Linked DNA regions of Zea mays: region 1 is linked to region 2. Evidence: chromatin contacts called from public Hi-C data. All regions are on one chromosome and are shown on one strand. Each heading gives the region's core, a stretch centred on a gene start, on an enhancer-like site or on the middle of the called end of the contact. The rest is flanking DNA. Distances are from core to core; before and after follow the strand shown.

What was found. Hi-C and Micro-C count contacts between places; a contact is called where the count stands out from the background.
Region 1: a contact with region 2 is called in a Hi-C map of leaf, with 5 times the contacts expected there. The contact joins the promoter of LOC100216710 here to the promoter of LOC100279210 in region 2. A contact is called at or near these places in 5 of 25 Hi-C or Micro-C datasets (bundle sheath, ear, endosperm and 2 more).

What each region holds. Positions count from the first base shown.
Region 1 is chr7:14,774,818-14,779,470 of Zm-B73-REFERENCE-NAM-5.0, forward strand. LOC100216710 reads left to right here and starts at 1,700. Exons shown (of 21, transcript NM_001359483.1): 1 at 1,700-1,876; 2 at 2,485-2,604; 3 at 2,709-2,807; 4 at 2,930-3,067; 5 at 3,159-3,293; 6 at 3,382-3,561; 7 at 3,651-3,857; 8 at 3,949-4,068; 9 at 4,156-4,275; 10 at 4,371-4,493; 11 at 4,572-4,653. The coding sequence starts at 1,823.
Region 2 is chr7:14,640,217-14,644,970 of Zm-B73-REFERENCE-NAM-5.0, forward strand. LOC100279210 (Forkhead-associated (FHA) domain-containing protein) reads right to left here and starts at 3,026. Exons shown (of 15, transcript NM_001350279.1): 1 at 2,964-3,026.

The DNA of each region.
Region 1 (4,653 bases), core at 450-2,949, 130 kb after region 2:
ATGGCGCCCCGCGTGCTCCGTGACGACGGCGGCTCTTTGCCCTTTACGGAAGCAAGGAGACGTCAGCAAGGACTCGACAGCCCCGACAGCTGTCCTTCCGCAAGGCTCCAGCGCTCCTCCGACGGTCATGACATCACATGAACAGGGTGCCAAAACCTCTCCGGCTGCCACGACGGCATGTACTTAGGGCGCTAGCTCCTCTCTGCTAGACACGTTAGCACACTGCTACACCCCCCATTGTACACCTGGACCCCCTCCTTACGCCTATAAAAGGAAGGTCCAGGGCTCTCTTACGAGGAGGTTGGCCACGCGGGGAACGGGACGACGCGCAAAGTCTCTCGCTCTCTCCCACGCGGACGCTTGTAACCCCCCTACTGCAAGCGCACCCGACCTGGGCGCAGGGCAACACGAAGGCCGCAGGTTTCCCCTTTTGCCTGTCTCTTCTCTTTTGCCTCCCTTCGTGCTCCGTCTCGCGCCGACCCATCTGGGCTGGGACACGTAGCGACAATTTACTCGTCGGTCAAGGACCCCCCGGGGTCGAAACGCAGACAATATGTCACATCACAACTTTAAATAACATCACAAAGCATTTAGGAGAAATGGATTTTACAAGGATGAAAACCATATGTCAATATATTTTGAAGACCATATGTCAATATGTTTTGAAGGTCTTGAAAACCGTGTAAAACCAAATATTTTACTAATTTATGTATGACTATTTAGTTACACTATAAAATAGGGAGTAAAATTTTACTTATTATGTCGCTTTAGTTTTATATTTTTATGTTACGGTGTAAGAAAGTATGTTATGAAATTTTTAATAAAGCCTGTTTGGTTTGGGTGACTAAAGTTTATTAACTTTAGTCACTTTTAGTCCCTAAAGAAGCAAACATGGTGACTAAAGTTCGGTGACTAAACTTAAATTCTTTAGTCAACAAGAAGTGACTAAAAGGGACTAAAGTAGGATTTTTACCTCATTTGCGCTCTACTATTTCTTAGTGCAGCATACATCCACTAACTAATAGAGGTAATGCAGTCATTATTCGCACCAATTAATGATTTTTAGTCAACTTTAGTAACCGAAACCAAACTTTTTAAGAAATCAATTTTTATTTTTTAGGTAGGAGAGACTAGCTTTTCGGTTTTAATGAACAATGAATTCAATTTATATAAACTAAACCATAAATTAGTATGTTTAGGACTACATCAATTTTTATAAACTAATTTTTTAAAAACCGGGTGGTTTCAAATAGGTCCTAAAAGAACCGAACAAGACCTAAGTATATTTAGCCTAAATGTAATCAGTAGCAATAAAGGAGGCGTTTGGATTTCCATCCGAAAAAAGTAACTTTTTTTTTATCAAGAACCCTCTCTGCTCTGGCGACCCGCGACCTATGCATCCACCACTGACCACCCCTCTCGTCTCCTGCATTGATGACCCGCAGTCTCCGCACCGCTTCTAGTACTAGGGTGCGTGCATCGTCCGTCCATCGAGGGAGGGAGACACGCAGACGGCCACAGCGGCTGCCACTCGGCTGGCGCTCACACCGGATCCGGGCCCCACTACCCACCTCCTGTCCAGCCCGGTCTCCACAGCAGTGCCCACCACCGCCTGCAGTCTGCAGAGATCCCCCACTGATTCGCTCGCCGTCCCTCCGCTGCGCTGCTATATAGGACCGTGCCGCCGCGTGCGCTCGTGGACTGTGGTGTGCCTTGTGCGACAGTCGCCAGCCTGCCCCGCCTGCCGGCCCGGCCGCCCGCCTGCCCGCGGCACTGAGAAGACGAAGCTCCGGGCTCCGGGACGCCGAGCAGAGGGGAAAGGATGGAGGACAAGGCGTCCAACCTAGACGCCGTGCTCAAGGAGGCCGTCGATCTCGTACGCGCCACTCTCTGATCCCTCCTCCCTTCCTCCTTCCCCGTTTTGCCTTCTTCTGCTCTCGCGGTTGCTTCTCGGGCTCAGTGCCGCCGCCCGCTGCTGCTCTGCTAGGTGCTCCCTGCTCCGTTCTTGCATCCCTCGTTTCGCGGATTTCGTTTTCGCTTGCGGAGTGCGGATGGATGGAGTTTTTCTTTTTGGGTGCCTGGCGCTGGCGGTGAACTAGTACTACTGGCTTCTCTTCCCGTTCGTGCTCCCCGCTCGATCTCGGCGGGGCTCCGTGATCTACTCGGCGGCCGCGATTCGCTCCCGGTTGCCCCCCCGTCCACGAGGCGTTTCGGCGCTTGATCTCGCTGCGGTAGTGCGGTTACGTTCGACCCAGGTTCTTCTTCCCAGTTGCTCGGCTGTTACTTTTGTGGTCTCTTTCTTTCTTTCTTTCTTTCTTTTTACCGTCATGTCTGCCTTTTGTTTTGTGTGCGTGTGGTTTTCCGCCGCTTCAACGCACCAATTCTTGATCTTCTTTTACGCGGGTCTCCCGATAACACTAAACTCGGGTGGTTCTTGTCTGTTGCTTCACCACTTTGCTGCGGTGCTGTTTTGCGCCTGCGCAGGAGAACATACCGATCGAGGAGGTGTTCGAGAACCTCCGATGCAGCCCGCAGGGTCTCACCACGGAGCAGGCGGAGCAGCGCCTCGCCATCTTCGGGCCCAACAAGCTGGAGGAGAAGCAGGTGAAGGGACCCGCCGCCTTGGCTTCCATGCGTTTCTGTTCCTGGTGCTCCGTCTCGCACCAAGCTTACATGATGGATGTGTGCGTGTGTCTATGTGTCTGCAGGAGAGCAAGTTCCTCAAGTTCTTGGGCTTCATGTGGAACCCGCTGTCCTGGGTCATGGAGGCGGCCGCCATCATGGCCATCGCGCTCGCGAATGGGGGAGTAAGTTCTGCCGCTTCTTTTTTTCCACACCGTGTGGACATGGCCTTCAGCCCTCAGAGCGGGCGTTCTGGAGACTGGCGTCAGAGGTTTTCATGTTTGTTTCTGCTGATTTTTGTCTTCAGAACAAGCCGCCCGACTGGCAGGACTTCGTGGGGATCATCACTCTGCTCATTATCAACTCCACAATCAGCTTCATTGAGGAGAACAATGCGGGCAATGCCGCTGCTGCTCTCATGGCACGCCTCGCCCCCAAGGCCAAGGTACTGACAGGATCCTGTTTTGCTGTGTGGTTGCGAAGTTGTGTTGTTTGCCTGGAGGCTATATACTGATTTCGGTTTTGCCGTGATAAAGGTTCTCAGAAATGGCCGGTGGACCGAGGAGGAATCGGCTATCCTTGTGCCAGGAGACATCATCAGTGTGAAGCTTGGGGACATCATTCCAGCTGATGCTCGTCTGCTTGAAGGGGATCCACTGAAAATCGATCAGGTAATGCAAATTGAAGCGTTCCTCTCTATGTGGATTTTTTTGGGTTGATATTAAATTGTGCTTCTCCTGACTTCTGAGTTGCTCGCAGTCTGCACTCACCGGCGAATCCCTTCCAGTCACCAAAGGCCCTGGTGATGGAGTGTATTCTGGCTCCACTTGCAAACAGGGTGAGATTGAGGCCGTTGTCATTGCCACTGGTGTGCACACATTCTTTGGCAAGGCCGCACATCTTGTCGATTCAACAAACCAAGTTGGTCATTTTCAGAAGGCAAGCTTCTAATCCTGCTTTTCAGAACTTGCTCAATTTGGTCATTGTAATTTTTTGACGTGACGAACATTTGTTGTTTCACTATACAGGTTCTCACTGCCATAGGGAACTTTTGCATCTGTTCAATTGCTGTGGGAATGCTCGTGGAGCTTGTCGTCATGTACGCTATCCAACACAGGGCTTACCGACCCGGAATCGACAATCTATTGGTGCTTCTGATTGGAGGAATTCCAATCGCCATGCCCACTGTCCTTTCTGTGACCATGGCAATAGGGGCTCATCGCTTGGCTCAACAGGTATGCACATGTACAATGGGGGAAAATGATCTTTGTTTCTCATGTGATCTAATAAAGGAACTGGATACTGAAGTTCTGCATGCTTGTTTAGGGAGCAATCACTAAGAGAATGACAGCAATTGAAGAAATGGCTGGCATGGATGTTCTTTGTAGTGACAAGACTGGGACATTAACCTTAAACAAGTTGACTGTGGACAAGAGTCTTGTTGAGGTAGGCTGTTGTTACTAGTAGAAGTTCAATAGCTTTTCTTCGTATGGATCATTGCAGCCATTGTAAACTGCTTGTTAACTGTATCAGGTTTTCCAAAGAGGTGTTGACCAAGATACAGTAATTTTGATGGCTGCTAGAGCTTCTCGCACAGAAAATCAGGATGCCATAGATGCCACAATAGTTGGTATGCTGGCTGATCCAAAGGAGGTACTCAGATTTGTCAGGAGTTGGTGGTGTGTAGGCTGCAGCTAATTTTACTTTTATTCTAACTATTTCTCTTTCTTCTGATTGTTTGAGAAAAGGCTCGTGCTGGTGTTCAAGAGATCCATTTTCTTCCATTTAACCCAACTGATAAAAGAACTGCTTTAACCTACCTTGATGGAGAGGGGAGAATGCATCGTGTTAGCAAGGGAGCACCAGAGCAGGTACTATTTTCCTTAAAACATATTGGGAACTCTAGATTTGTGACAATCGTTCTGTTATTAACTGTGGAAGTTAAACAGATCCTTCATCTTGCCCACAACAAGTCGGATATTGAAAGAAGGGTCAGAGCTGTGATCGACAAATTTGCTGAGCGTGGTCTGC
Region 2 (4,754 bases), core at 1,776-4,275:
GTGTGGGATCAGTTGCTGATAGCTGCCCATGCAGCAAGTCATGAGGGAGTAGAGAAGACCTTGCATAGATGGAGGAGCTCATTCCACAATACCCATATCAGGAGACGGGTACAAAAATTTGTTCGGGGCTGTGCAGTCTGCCAAAGAAATAAGTCCAAACATCTTCACCCTGCTGGGCTATTACAGCCACCGCCAGTTCCCTCTGAAGTATGGAGTGATATCTCCATGGACTTCGGGGAAGGGTTTCCAAAGGTGGGGGGTAAATCGGTTATCCTCACGGTGGTTGATCGTTTCTCCAAATTTGCTCACTTCATTCCCCTGGGTCACCCTTATTCAGCAGCTTCAGTAGCATGGCATTTTTTGACAATATTGTCAGATTACATGGCATGCCCTGTTCGATAGTGAGTGACCGAGATGTGGTATTTACCAGCAACTTTTGGACAGAACTGTTTCGGATGGCAGGAGTAAAGCTGCAGATGAGTTCCGCATTTCACCCACAAACAGATGGTCAATCGGAGGTCACAAACAGAGTGATATTGATGTACCTGCGCTACTTAGCAGGTGACAGGCCGAAGACTTGGCTCCAGTGGCTGCCATGGGCGGAGTACAGCTATAATTCTTCATATCAAACTGGCATCAAGTGTTCACCCTTCCGGGTAGTCTATGGGCGTGACCCCCCGCCATTACTACCTTACCAGCCGGGGAAAGCGCGAGTAGCTACGGTGGATGACTAGCTTCACGATCGGGATGAGTTCTTAGCAGAAATCAAGGAGAGACTGGTCCAAGCCCAAGTCACAATGAAGCAGTACCAAGACCAGACTCAGCGGGAGGTGAAATTCCAGGTTGGGGATTGGGTGTGGCTCCGGTTACAGCAAAGGTCAGCCGTGGGCGTGACACCAGCATCTACATCCAAGTTGGGACCTCGTTTCTTTGGGCCCTACAAGGCTACACAGCTAGTGGGGGACGTATCTTATAAATTGCAACTCCCTCCGAAGGCAAAAATCATGATGTTTTTCATGTGTCACTATAAAAAATTATTGGGCAGTTGCCAGATGAGGTGGTGCCTCTTCCAGATCTGTTACATGGCAGGGAGGTACCTACACCTGAGAAGGTATCCAAGGCAAGGCTTAACAGAGGCGTGTGGGAAGTGTTAGTTCACTGGGTGGGTCGTCCAGCAGCAGAAGCATCCTAGGTTCAGCTAGAGGATTTCCAACTACGGTATCCAGCTATACAGGTCACGGACGACTTGTTTCTCCGGGAGGGGAGAAATGTTGCAGATGCATTTGTGGGGAAGACCTACACTAGGAGGCAGCAGAGGGAGTACCGGACCCAGACCAGGGGCGGTGAAGCCAGCAGCTCGGCTCCAGCAGATAACTCTTAAGTTCCAGCAGATAAGGATTAGCTAAATAATAGTTGGGTTGTTTGCTATATAATAGCAGGGAGTTGTTAGCTAGATAATACCAGGGAGTTGTTAAGCATGTTTATCTCTTATCAGTTGGTGCCGACCCTGATCTATAAAGGGGAAGCAGTAGCGTGTAATTAGACATCGAAGGAAATACAATCTCCCTGTGCGGCGATTACCTCGGTCACCCTGGTCGACGGTGATCTTGCTCATGTTTCTCACTCTCGCTCTTCTCCACCATACGCGCTCAGGTCCCTGTCCCAGGCTGCGCTGCTCCTCTATTCGCCCTTACGCACTCCTCGAAGGCCCAGGCATATTAGCTAAAGTTTAGCACTACACTTTTAGCTAAACTTTAGCACTTGGAGACCCAAACTGAAGTGCTAAACTTTAACATCCAATAGCAGTTTAGCACATGCGACCTAAACAGACCCTAAATCAAACATGTCAGTACCAAAACACTTCTCTAATGTATCAAATAGGGACATCAATAACTGCTCAACCTTTTGATGTATCTAATTATTAAATGCAACTACAGGAGAATAATTGTTTCAGAAGTAACCATGTCATTCTTAATAATGAGTTTCAATGCACTGTTTTCAATGCTGCCACATCAGATTTAAACTAGGTAACCGTGTATGCAGAGTTTCATCCTCGTGAAACTCTACCATCTCCCATAAAACTCTCTATATCTCCCCTCTTAAATGAATTGTCATGTCACCAAGTATGATGATGTGTCACCGTATTTAATGAGTATGAAACTCCCATTGAGAATGGCCTAACCCGTTCCTGAAAGTTACAAGCTGGAAAAATAGCATGAAATGTGGTAGGAATGGGACAGACAGGATAAGTTGATCATTTCAGTGAACTGAATCGACCTCAGGTGTTAAAGTTGTGTTCCTACGTTGTTCACTTCTACAAACATGAATTCAGGTATGTTGCCAACTTGCCACATTGTTGAACAAGGATCTTAAATCCTCTGTACGGAAGCTCAAGACACTAAATCCAGTAGCTAGGCTACTGAGTAACATAAATCAGACCCGGGATTTAGCAGCACTGCAGCAAGCAACGACGCAAATTTATCAATTACAGAGCGCGAATAACGCGAACCAACAGGACACTCGTATAAGGCAGCGGTTCAGCAACCCAGGTGCCCCCGCGTAAAACAGAAGCCCAAATAATCTACAGGAAATCTTCACTTAGATGAGTGTTGCGGGCGGAGGGGACGATCGTATTCTCAAATTTTCGCCGAGCAATCAAATCCAAAGCCACACAAGCGACGGGGCGGCAATGCGAACCCAAAATTCAGCAATACTGAAATCAGACGAACCACGAATCGAACGCGATGGAGACGACGATAGCGGACTATCCTGGGACGGTGGCGCTCGGCCCAGGGAAGGCGGCCGCCGGCCGGAGCGGGGCGGGAAGTTAGTGGAACACAGGACCAAAATTCTGCGCCGGCAGGAGCAGCGCGTGAGGGCGTAGCGTTCCTGCGTAGTTCGCGGGGTTTTCGAGAGGGGGGGGAGGGATGATGATCGGGTCTAGGCAGGGCGGGTTAGATTACCTCGATGGCGAGGAGGACGTCGTCCTCCACGGTCCATCCCGCCACGCCCGAGGCGGCTACCAGTCAGCGACCTACTCACAATAGGTATTGATTCAACTAAGAACTAGTAGTAGTTACAGCAGAGGAAGCAGAAATGGATGAGGAAGACAGCAGTATAGAACTGTCGGGGACCATAATTAGGGGTACCCTCAAGACTACTAATTCTCAGCTGGTAACCCCCATCAGCATAAAGCTGCAAAGGCCTGATGGGTGCGATTAAGTCAGGGATCAGTCCATTCGAGCGACTCGATCACGCCTCGCTCGAGCCTAGCCTCGGACAAGGGCAGCCGACTCCGGAGGATTTCCGTCTCGCCCGAGGCCCCCCTCCAACGGCGAACATATTTCCGGCTCGCCCGAGGCCCTGCCTTCGCTAAGAAGCAACCTTGACTAAATCACCGCACCGACCGACCAAGTCGCAGAAGCATTTAATGCAAAGGTAGCCTGACACCTTTATCCTGACGCGCGCCCCCCGGCAGAGCCGAAGTGACCGCCGTCACTTCGCCGCTCCATTGACCGGCCTGACAGAAGGACAGCGCCGCCTGCGCCACTCCGACTGCAGTACCACTTGACAGAGTGAGACTGACAGGCAGTCAGGCCCTGCCAAAGGCACCATAGGAAGCTCCGCTCCGCCCGACCCAGGGCTCGGACTCGGGCTAAGTCCCGGAAGACGGCGAACTCCGCTCCGCCCGACCCAGGGCTCGGACTCGGGCTAAGTCCCGGAAGACGGCGAACTCCGCTCCGCCCGACCCAGGGCTCGGACTCGGGCTCAGCCCCAGAAGACGACGAACTCCGCTTCGCCCGACCCCAGGGCTCGGACTCCGCCCTAGCCTCTGCCGACGACCTCCGCCTCGCCCGACCCAGGGGCTCGGACTCGGCCTCGGCCATGGAAGACAGACTCGACCTCGGCTTCGGAGGAGCCTCCACATCGCCTAACCTAGGGCGCAGGCCAGCCACGTCAACAGGAAGCGCCATCATCACCCTACCCCGAGCTGACTCGGGCCGCAGGGAACAAGACCGGTGTCCCATCTGGCTAGCTCCGCCAGATAGGCAATGATGGCGCCCCGCATGCTCTGTGACGACGGCGGCTCTCAGCCCCCTTACGGAAGCAAGAGGACGTCAGCAAGGACTCAACCGCTCCGACAGCTGTCCCTCCGCCAGGCTCCATCGCTCCTACGACGGCCACGACATCACACCAGCTGGGTGTCAAAATCTCTCCAGCTGCCACATCGGCATGTACTTAGGGCGCTAGCTCTCCCCCGCTAGACACGTAGCACTCTGCTACACCCCCCGTTGTACACCTGGATCCTCTCCTTACGCCTATAAAAGGAAGGACCAGGGCCCTCTTAGAGGAGGTTGACCGCGCGGGGACGAGGACGAGACAGGCGCTCGCTCGGAGCCGCTCGCTTCCCTCACCCGCGTGGACGCTTGTAACCCCCTACTGCAAGCGCACCCGACCTGGGCGCGGGACAAACACGAAGGCCGCAGGATTCTCACCTCTCTCACGTCGGTCTCCGGCTGCCTCGCTTCTCCCCCCTTCGCGCTCGCCCTCGCGCTCGACCCATCTGGGCTCGGGCACGCGGCGACACTCACTCGTCGGCCCAAGGGACCCCCCCAGTCTCGAAACGCCGACAGTTGGCGCGCCAGGTAGGGGCCTGCTGCGTGTTGACGAACAGCTTCCCGTCAAGCTCCAGATGGGCAGTCTCCATCAACCTCTCCAACCCGGGACGGTGCTCCGTTTCGGGAGTCTTGAGT